Regions from separate parts of the Macaca mulatta genome. Here region 1 is linked to region 2. Evidence: chromatin contacts called from public Hi-C data. All regions are on one chromosome and are shown on one strand. Each heading gives the region's core, a stretch centred on a gene start, on an enhancer-like site or on the middle of the called end of the contact. The rest is flanking DNA. Distances are from core to core; before and after follow the strand shown. Region 1 overlaps PAH (phenylalanine hydroxylase). Region 2 has its middle 49 kb from the start of DRAM1.

Region 1 (4,048 bases), core at 1,421-3,920, 900 kb after region 2:
AGTCATTTGCCTGGCAGAGAATAAAGGGCAGGCAACAGGATGGTGGCCCTTCCCACCAAAGGAGGCTGTGAGACCTGGCCCCGAGCCACCGCAGCCTGGGCTGTTCCTTCCCAGACCCTCTGCCCCAGAGTAGAGGGAACGATGAAATTTCCCCTACCCAGTCCTCTACTCAAAAACCATTAAAGGACCTGCCTCCATGGCTGCAAGACACAGGCCCAGTCCGTGTTCCTCTTTCTGGTCCATCAGACCTTTTACAATCTGATCCCAACCCACTGCCCCAACCGCATCTCTCATTCTCATACTTAATGCACCAACCAGTCATTCCCACAATATTGTGGATGCTTCCAGGACTCTTGGTATCTCATACACTGTTCTTTCAGCCATAAGCCCTCTCTGTTCCTTATCTGACCAACATCTCCCACTCAGTTTTTAAGATCCAGTTTCAATGTTGCCACTCCCCCCTGCCCCCTGCAGTTGGCAGAGTTGTAAGTACAGGTTGCTGTTTACCAAGCACTTGATTTAAACCTCCATAGATGTACACAGGCAGAAGCAATGATGATTTGCATCTATGTGTGTGTTTGTGCACACACAGATCTAGTATATAGAGACAATAGTTTCTGGACAGTGATTTATATTTGCTCCTACAATAATAATGACCATGATAATGATGATGACAATAATGTCTTGCTAATTTTTCCCAGCCCTCGTGTAAATAGGAACACAATAAGTGTTTGTCGAACAAGTGAACAAGCACATTGCTCCAGGTGGAGGAGGTAGGAGGAGGGGAGGGAAGTGGAGGAGAGGCACTGAAAGAATCTCATCCTATGGGCCATGGACTCACAGGGTGGTCAGCATCCAGTTCCGCTCCATAGCTGAGAATCTGATTGGCAAATCTGTCCAGTTCTTGAATGGTTCTTGGGAACCAGGGCACTGAAACACAGAGAAGGCAAAGTCCTGAGTGCAGATTGGCAGGACATGGCCAAAGGCCTCGCTGAGATCAGAAGCGGGAATCCCAGTCAATGGTGATGGCAAGTGGGCTGGCTTTCAGATAACCCCCAAATTACTATCATTTAAAAGTTAAACTCCGTTTTCCTTAGAAACCAGTTTTAAAACCCATTCCCAAATACATTATCTTTCATGGAGATGTTCTCTGAATTATCTCAAAATTCATCTCCCTCCCACCCGTCATGGTAGTTTTCTTTGATGGTTTTCTTTAGTAGCAGAATTTTTTTTCCCCTCTGTCACCCAGGCTGGAGTACAGTGGCACGTGATCTCAGCTCACCGCAACCTCTGCCTCCTGGGTTCAAGCGACTCTCCTGCCTCAACCTCCCGAATAGCTGGGATTACAGGTGCGTGCCATCACGCCTGGCTAATTTTTATAGTTTTGGTAGAGGCAGAGTTTCACCATGTTGGCTGGTCTGGTCTCGAACTTTTGACCTCAGGTGACCCACCCCCTTGGACTTCCAAAGTGCTGGGATTACAGGCATGAGCCACTGTGTCCGGCCTTCGCAGCAGAATATTACATATAGGCCCAAAATATAAATTATATAAAACCAGACTGTTCTACTGTAAACAAGTTCATGAGATCCCATCTTCCCATTATGTGTTTCCCTCCCAAAGGCCCCAGGCACTGCAGCAAAATCTTTTGATTGCAAAGCCAGTTAGAAAGCCATTGTGAAGCAGAGCGAACGGAGTCAGGTAGTTGGGATCTGAAGATGCCTTGCAGCACCTAAAGGATTTCAGACTTGCTTCTGAGCCAGTGTAGTGGGGAAGGGGTTGGGCTTGAGTAGGGTGAACTACAACACCTGGGTCTTGCAGAGAGAGGGGCCCAGGAAGAAGGGCAGGTGGCAGCACCGACGTCCCTGTAGGTTACAGGAAACAAGACACATTGCAGGTGAAAATTTCCCAGGAATGAACAGAGACAAGGGCATTTTGGACTGTAAGTTTCATGAGGGCAGAAACCATGGGTACTTTGTTGTACCAGGCATAAAGAGAAAAAGAAGGAAGGAAGGAAGAGGGAAGAGAGGGAGGGAAGAAAAGGATAGAAAGGAGGGAGAAAACAAGATAAGGAAGGAAGGAAGAAACGGAGGGAAGAAAGGAGTGAAGGAAGGAACTAATGGATTCACCCTGGTTATGTTAACATTTAAGGTATTGACAGCAGTAACCACCATCCAGAGGGCCTGCTTTGGTACAGTTGCTATTTCTGAGGTACCTCCAAAATAAGGAAGGCATGATAACCCCTCTTGCGCGGGTAAGAAACTGAGGCTCTAAAATTTTAAATAGCTGGTTTAAGATCACACCAGGACTAAGAAAATGGTAGATTCAAAAAGAATCCAGAGAGCCAAAATAGATGTGGTGGGAACCCTGAAGTGAGCACAAGGCTTCCAAACTTCCCCTGAAATGAGGTTGAGGGGAAGATGCTGAACTTCCAATCAGCATCCGGTCTGGCTTAGAACCCGGGCTCCATCTGCCTACTTATCTTCTCTGTGTCTCAGTTCCTCCTCCAGGAGGAGGAGGAATAAAACAGCTGGGATACACAACTATAGGAAGAACCGCAAATGTGTTTTTGAAGCCTTCCCATGTGCCAGGCACTTCTGGTGTAGCATTTCTGGTGGAGTAGCTCTTTGAATCTGAGGACTGCTGTGGGCAGTGATGAGAAAACAGGCAAAGGGCGCCGCTCAGCGTCTGGCACATAAAACACGACTTTCCATCTGATACCCATTATTCATGATTCTGACCTACTTAGATGGGACAGGAAAGAGCATGCGTGCCATCTAGTGGCCAATCTGGGGAAATTCCATCCATGATCTAAACAGGAGCCTCAGGAGGAGCAGCAGCTGCATTACAGCAAAACAAGGAGAGCTGATTCCAGCAGTTCATCAAGGTCCATTTAGACCCTGGTTTCTGCAGAGCTGAGGAGCCTAGGCTCTCTACCACCCATGTTAGCAATAAAACTAACACAGAATGGTGTTCTAAATATTTTACCTGTGAGCTGGGTACTATTAATATTCCTATTTTAAAGACGAGGACATTGAGGTACAGAGAGGTTTAGTGCAAACCCAAATACACACACTGCTAAGAAACAGTGGAGTCAGGATTCAAATACAGGTCCAGCTGACTCCCTGGCTTCTGGTCTTGATCGCCAATCCATCCTGCCACTCATGGGAAGGTGGCAGAGCATACTGATAAGGAGGGCTGGCTCTGAAGCCAGATTTCCTGCCCAGAGGTTTCCATGGCCCTAAAGCCCAGCCCTCTTTTCCAGATTGGCTCCCTATGGACAGCAAGAACAGAAGCAGATGCTGCAGCCATCGTTCCAGGTAACACTTCTGTAGTACTTGCTGTGTATCAGACACTGCCCTAAACATCTCACATATGCTACCCCCTTCAATTTCTGCAACAGTCCTTTGAGGTAGGTATTATTATTATCCCATTCTACAGATGAAGAAACTGAGGAACAGTGAGGGCAAGTCTCTTGATAGATCTCCTTGGTCCCAACTGTTGAAACTTTGGAGTCTCGGGTGACTCAATACCATGCTCTGCTCACTTGGTGAGGAACGTGGCTTCCCACCTTGTCACCTACACTCCTCCCCAAGCTCTCCTTCCTCTGTGGGTCCAGCATTTGTATTGCACACTGAACCTCTGTTGTCAGTGCCAAGAATGGGGGTTTTTCCCACCCAGGTTTGCAAGGCCTTGAGAAAGGAATCAGCACTTCAGAGTCATCCAGGGCTCAGGATCTTCTTTAAGATCTTTCTTGTTTCTCCAGGACATTTCCACTGCGGGGTTTCAATGACTGGCACCCACCTGGACAAGGGGGCCTAACTTCTCTCCTCGGTGTTCAGCACCACGGATAACCCCATCCCCGCACTGTGGAGGAAGCCTGGCTCCATTCATTCATCATTTCTCTTTTGCCTGGGAATCATTCATAATTCTGTCAGTAACTGCTGGCCCCAGAAATAAGGCAGGCCAAGTCCTTTCTTGCTGCACCCCCTTCTTACTTAGGCGACCCTTAGAATCACCAAAGGAGATTCCACAAATATGTACTGAGTAC
Region 2 (3,960 bases), core at 100-2,599:
CGCCTCCCGGGTTCAAGCCATTCTCTTGCCTCAGCCTCTCGAGTAGCTGGGACTACAGGCGTCTGCCACCACGCCCGGCTAATTTTTTGTATTTTAGTAGAGACGGGGTTTCACCGTGTTAGCCAGGATGGTCTTGATCTGATCTCATGATCCGCCCGCCTCGGCCTCCCAAAGTGCTGGGACTACAGATCCATTTGGACTTCATAAAGGTATGATTACGATTTAAACCTTATGCTTTCTTAAGTCATGTAGTTTTCCATGTGGGCACGATTGGTTCATCTTCGTAGATTCTCAAACGTTAGCATCAGAAGTTTATGTCAGTCAAGATTGAGAGATGAAGAGATCAGAAATCCAACAAGAAGGAGAAAAGGGAATCAGAAATCCAACAAGAAGAGGAAAAGGGAATCTATATTGCCTCAAGTAACTGAGACATTCAGGAGTGGAACTGGCTTTATGGGTGGCTGGATCTAAATGTGCCATTAGGACTCCATCTTCTCTTTCCTCCTCTCAGCTGGCTTCATTCTCAAGCAGGCTTTCCCCTGGTGGAAGTGAGAGGGCATCTACAACCCCCAGACACACATCATCCAGAAAAAGAGGGGGAAAGAAAGGACTTCTCAACAGTTCCAACCACATGCCCATGACTTGTCTCTGATTGGCTGGCTTAGATCACATGCCATTGGGAGGTCTGAGGCTCTGATTGGTGAGATATGAATCACATGTTCACCCCTGGAGCAGGGAGGGGTCAACACCACCAAAACTAGCGGGCTGATGGTGAGTGAAAGTTGTTTCTCAGAAGAAAGGGGTGGAAATGGGTCTCTAACAGACAAAAAGCAGATTCCACTGTGAAATTAAAACCCCTTTTCCCTTCATACCCTCCCCGCCCAAAAGCCAACCTAACTCGCTTCACAGTAAACCAAAGTATACTTGCTAATAACCTTTTCAAATTTGAAAGTAAATAAGCCATTTAGATAATACAAAAACCTTATGTTAACTCCAAAGTTATGTTTATATTTTTTAAAAGTTGTTTTATTATTTAGTCTCTCTTACTTAGAATCAGTTTTCCTGATTTCTAATCAAGTGGGTCTTTTTTTTTTTTTTTTTTTTTTTTTTTTTTTTTTTAACACTAACACAGAGGATTCCACAGAAATTGCATTTTATAAACCAAATTAAGTGCATCAGTGTTGTGCTGTGTTTGGGTTTCCTAACATCCCTTACATGTGGCATTGTCCCATGTTCCCATTTTTACTCAGTTGGAGACATACTAGTCTGGTGTTTGGGCCTGGAATGAGGAAAGGGCAGTGGGAGGAAGATAAGTGGTATCCCATTCTCTCCCACTGCCTGATTCTGGCAAGCCAGTAAGCCCAGCCGTCTCCCCACACACATACTCTTGGTCTGGCTCTGAATGCCCCACATTCTCCAGTCCAGAATGTCATGCATCTGCATCATGTCTGTTGCACAAGAGAGCAACCACAGCCTCAAGCCCTGGAGTGGAATTTTCTGACTCTCCTTGGTCACTCCCAGCAGATTCATCTTCTTTTCTTTTCTTTTTTTTTTTTTTTTTTAAGATGGAGTCTCGCTCTTGTCGCCCAGGCTGGAGTGCAATGGCATGATCTCGGCTCGCAGCAACCTTCGCTTCCTGGGTTCAAGCGATTCTCCTGCCTCAGCCTCCCAAGTAGCTGGAATTACAGGCGCATGCCACCACACCCAGCTAAGTTTTGTATTTGTAGTAGAGACGGGGTTTCACCATGTTGGCCAGGCTGGTCTCGAACTCCCGACCCCAGGTGATCCACCCACCTCAGCTCCCCAAAGTGCTAGGATTACAGGCGTGAGCCACTGTGCCTGGCCCCAGATTCATCTTCTAAAATGAAGGGTAGCAGGTTTCCAGACCCATATTGGAGTTGGCAGTGACCGCCAAAGTCCATGCTTGGAAAATACTGAAGAAGATGTCAATAGTCTGTCTTGTGGTTTAAGACAAGGTGGTGTAGGGTGCCCAGAAAGCCTGAGGTTTAGGTAGTTCCTCAGCAACAAGCACTGCTCTGTGCCCCACCATCCTCAAGGCCAGTTCCACCTCTGGATGTCTCAGTTACATGAGTTGATAAAAGTCTCTAACTTCAATAAACTGGAGTTAGATTACAGATGATTAGACCTGTAAGAGTCCTGACTGATAACAGATACACAAGAGTTCCCCTAATATGAAAATACAGTAAACTACTATCATCTGGAGTCATTTTTATTTCATTTTTTTTTCTTTTGCAGTTTTCTTTTTTCAGTACAGACTTGCCTTCAGAGGAAAGATCATTTTTACATAAGTGGATTCAGCTGCCCCCACTCACAATCCTCACCCTGTGAACCATTTGTTTTTATTTCAAAAAATTTGAGTAATATTTTCACAATTCAAAACTCAAAACAATATGAAAAGGTATACTGTGAAAAGCCTTTTTGCTTTTCCCTACCTGCATTTACTCAATTAATTCACTCTCTCCTTGCAGATGTCCACTTCTTTTTTTTTTTTTTTTTTTTTTGAGACGGAGTCTTGCTCTGTAGCCCGGGCTGGAGTGCAGTGGCCGGATCTCAGCTCACTGCAAGCTCCGCCTCCCGGGTTTACGCCATTCTCCTGCCTCAGCCTCCGGAGTAGCTGGGACTACAGGTGCCCGCCACCTCGCCCAGCTAGTTTTTTTTGTATTTTTAGTAGAGACGGGGTTTCACGGTGTTAGCCAGGATGGTCTCGATCTCCTGACCTCGTGATCCGCCCGTCTCGGCCTCCCAAAGTGCTGGGATTACAGGCTTGAGCCACCGCGCCCGGCCTTTTTTTTTTTTTTTTTTTTTGAGACAGAGTCTTCCTGTGCATGATGATCATGCAGTGCAGTAGCATGATCTCCACTTACTGCGACCTATGCCTCCTGGGTTCAAGCAGTTCTTCCTGCCGCAGCCTCCTGAGTAGCTGGGATTACAGATGCCCACCACCATGCCCAGCTAACTTTTGTATTTTAGTCAAGATAGGGTTTCACCATGTTGGTGAGGTTGGTCTCAAACTCCTGACCTCAAGTGATCCGCCTGCCTTGGCCTCCCAAAGTGCTGAGATTACAGGTGTCAGCCACTGTGCTCAGCCTAGATATCCACTTTTTATCAGATTTTTATGAAAATACAAGCCAAAACAAATATTTTAACATGTTTCCCTTTTCATTTTTATCCCAAATATAGTATACTGTACAACCGGTTTTGAGTCTTTTTTGACATAGCAATGTATCTTGGAGATGTTTCCTTTATCAATGCATAGAGATCTCCCTCATTTTTAAGGTTAATTTGCTTTGTTTTATACCTGTACAGTATTCCATTGTATGGCTGTGCCATCATTTATTTAACAAGTTCCCTATTTGATGAGCAATTACATGGTTTCCAAATTTTTGCAATTACAAGTAGATGCCTTTGTACATACATCATGTCACACATGTGCAAGGAAATCTCTAGGAGAAATTCCAGTGAGTGGGATGTTGGGAAATCCATCTGTTATTTTGCAAATGTTATCTTGCCTTTAGAACCTTTTCACTTGAATATTTTTATTGGGAATCTTTTTTCCTTTTTCTTCTTTCTTCCTTTCATTCTTTCTTTCTTCTTTTTTTCTCCTTTCTTTTTCTTCCTTCTTTCTTTCTTTTTCTTTTCCTTTTTTTTTTTTTTTTTTTTTTTTTTTTTTTTTTTTTTTTTTTAAAGACTGGTCAAGTGCAGCAGTGGGAGTGGAGAAGGAAGACAAAAATCTGTAACTGGGCTGGGCATGGAGGCTCATGCCTGTGATCCCACACTTTGGGAGGCTGAGGTGGATAGATCACTTGAGTCTAGGAGTTCAAGACCAGCCTGAGCAACATAGCAAGACCCCATCTCTACAAAAAAATTAGCCAAGAATGGTGGTGCAAGCTGTGGTCTCAGCTACTCAGAAGGCAAGGGAGGAGGATCACTTGAGCCTGG

What was found. A called contact is a pair of places that touch in the nucleus more often than the background predicts.
Region 1: a Hi-C map of fetal cortex germinal zone shows a contact between it and region 2, with 3 times the contacts expected there. The contact joins two enhancer-like sites. A contact is called at or near these places in 5 of 14 Hi-C or Micro-C datasets (cortical neurons, fetal cortex germinal zone, fetal cortical plate and 2 more).

What each region holds. Positions count from the first base shown.
Region 1 is chr11:110,144,836-110,148,883 of T2T-MMU8v2.0, forward strand. PAH (phenylalanine hydroxylase) reads right to left here. Exons shown (of 13, transcript XM_001094859.5): 4 at 842-930. Among named protein-coding and RNA genes, the nearest start is that of PAH, 38 kb to the right of the region's middle. Within about 2 kb of position 2,671, at least 7 of the 40 cell types and tissues checked have an H3K27ac peak or open chromatin away from gene starts, as enhancers often do.
Region 2 is chr11:109,243,897-109,247,856 of T2T-MMU8v2.0, forward strand. No RefSeq gene overlaps it. Among named protein-coding and RNA genes, the nearest start is that of DRAM1, 49 kb to the left of the region's middle. Within about 2 kb of position 1,350, at least 2 of the 40 cell types and tissues checked have an H3K27ac peak or open chromatin away from gene starts, as enhancers often do.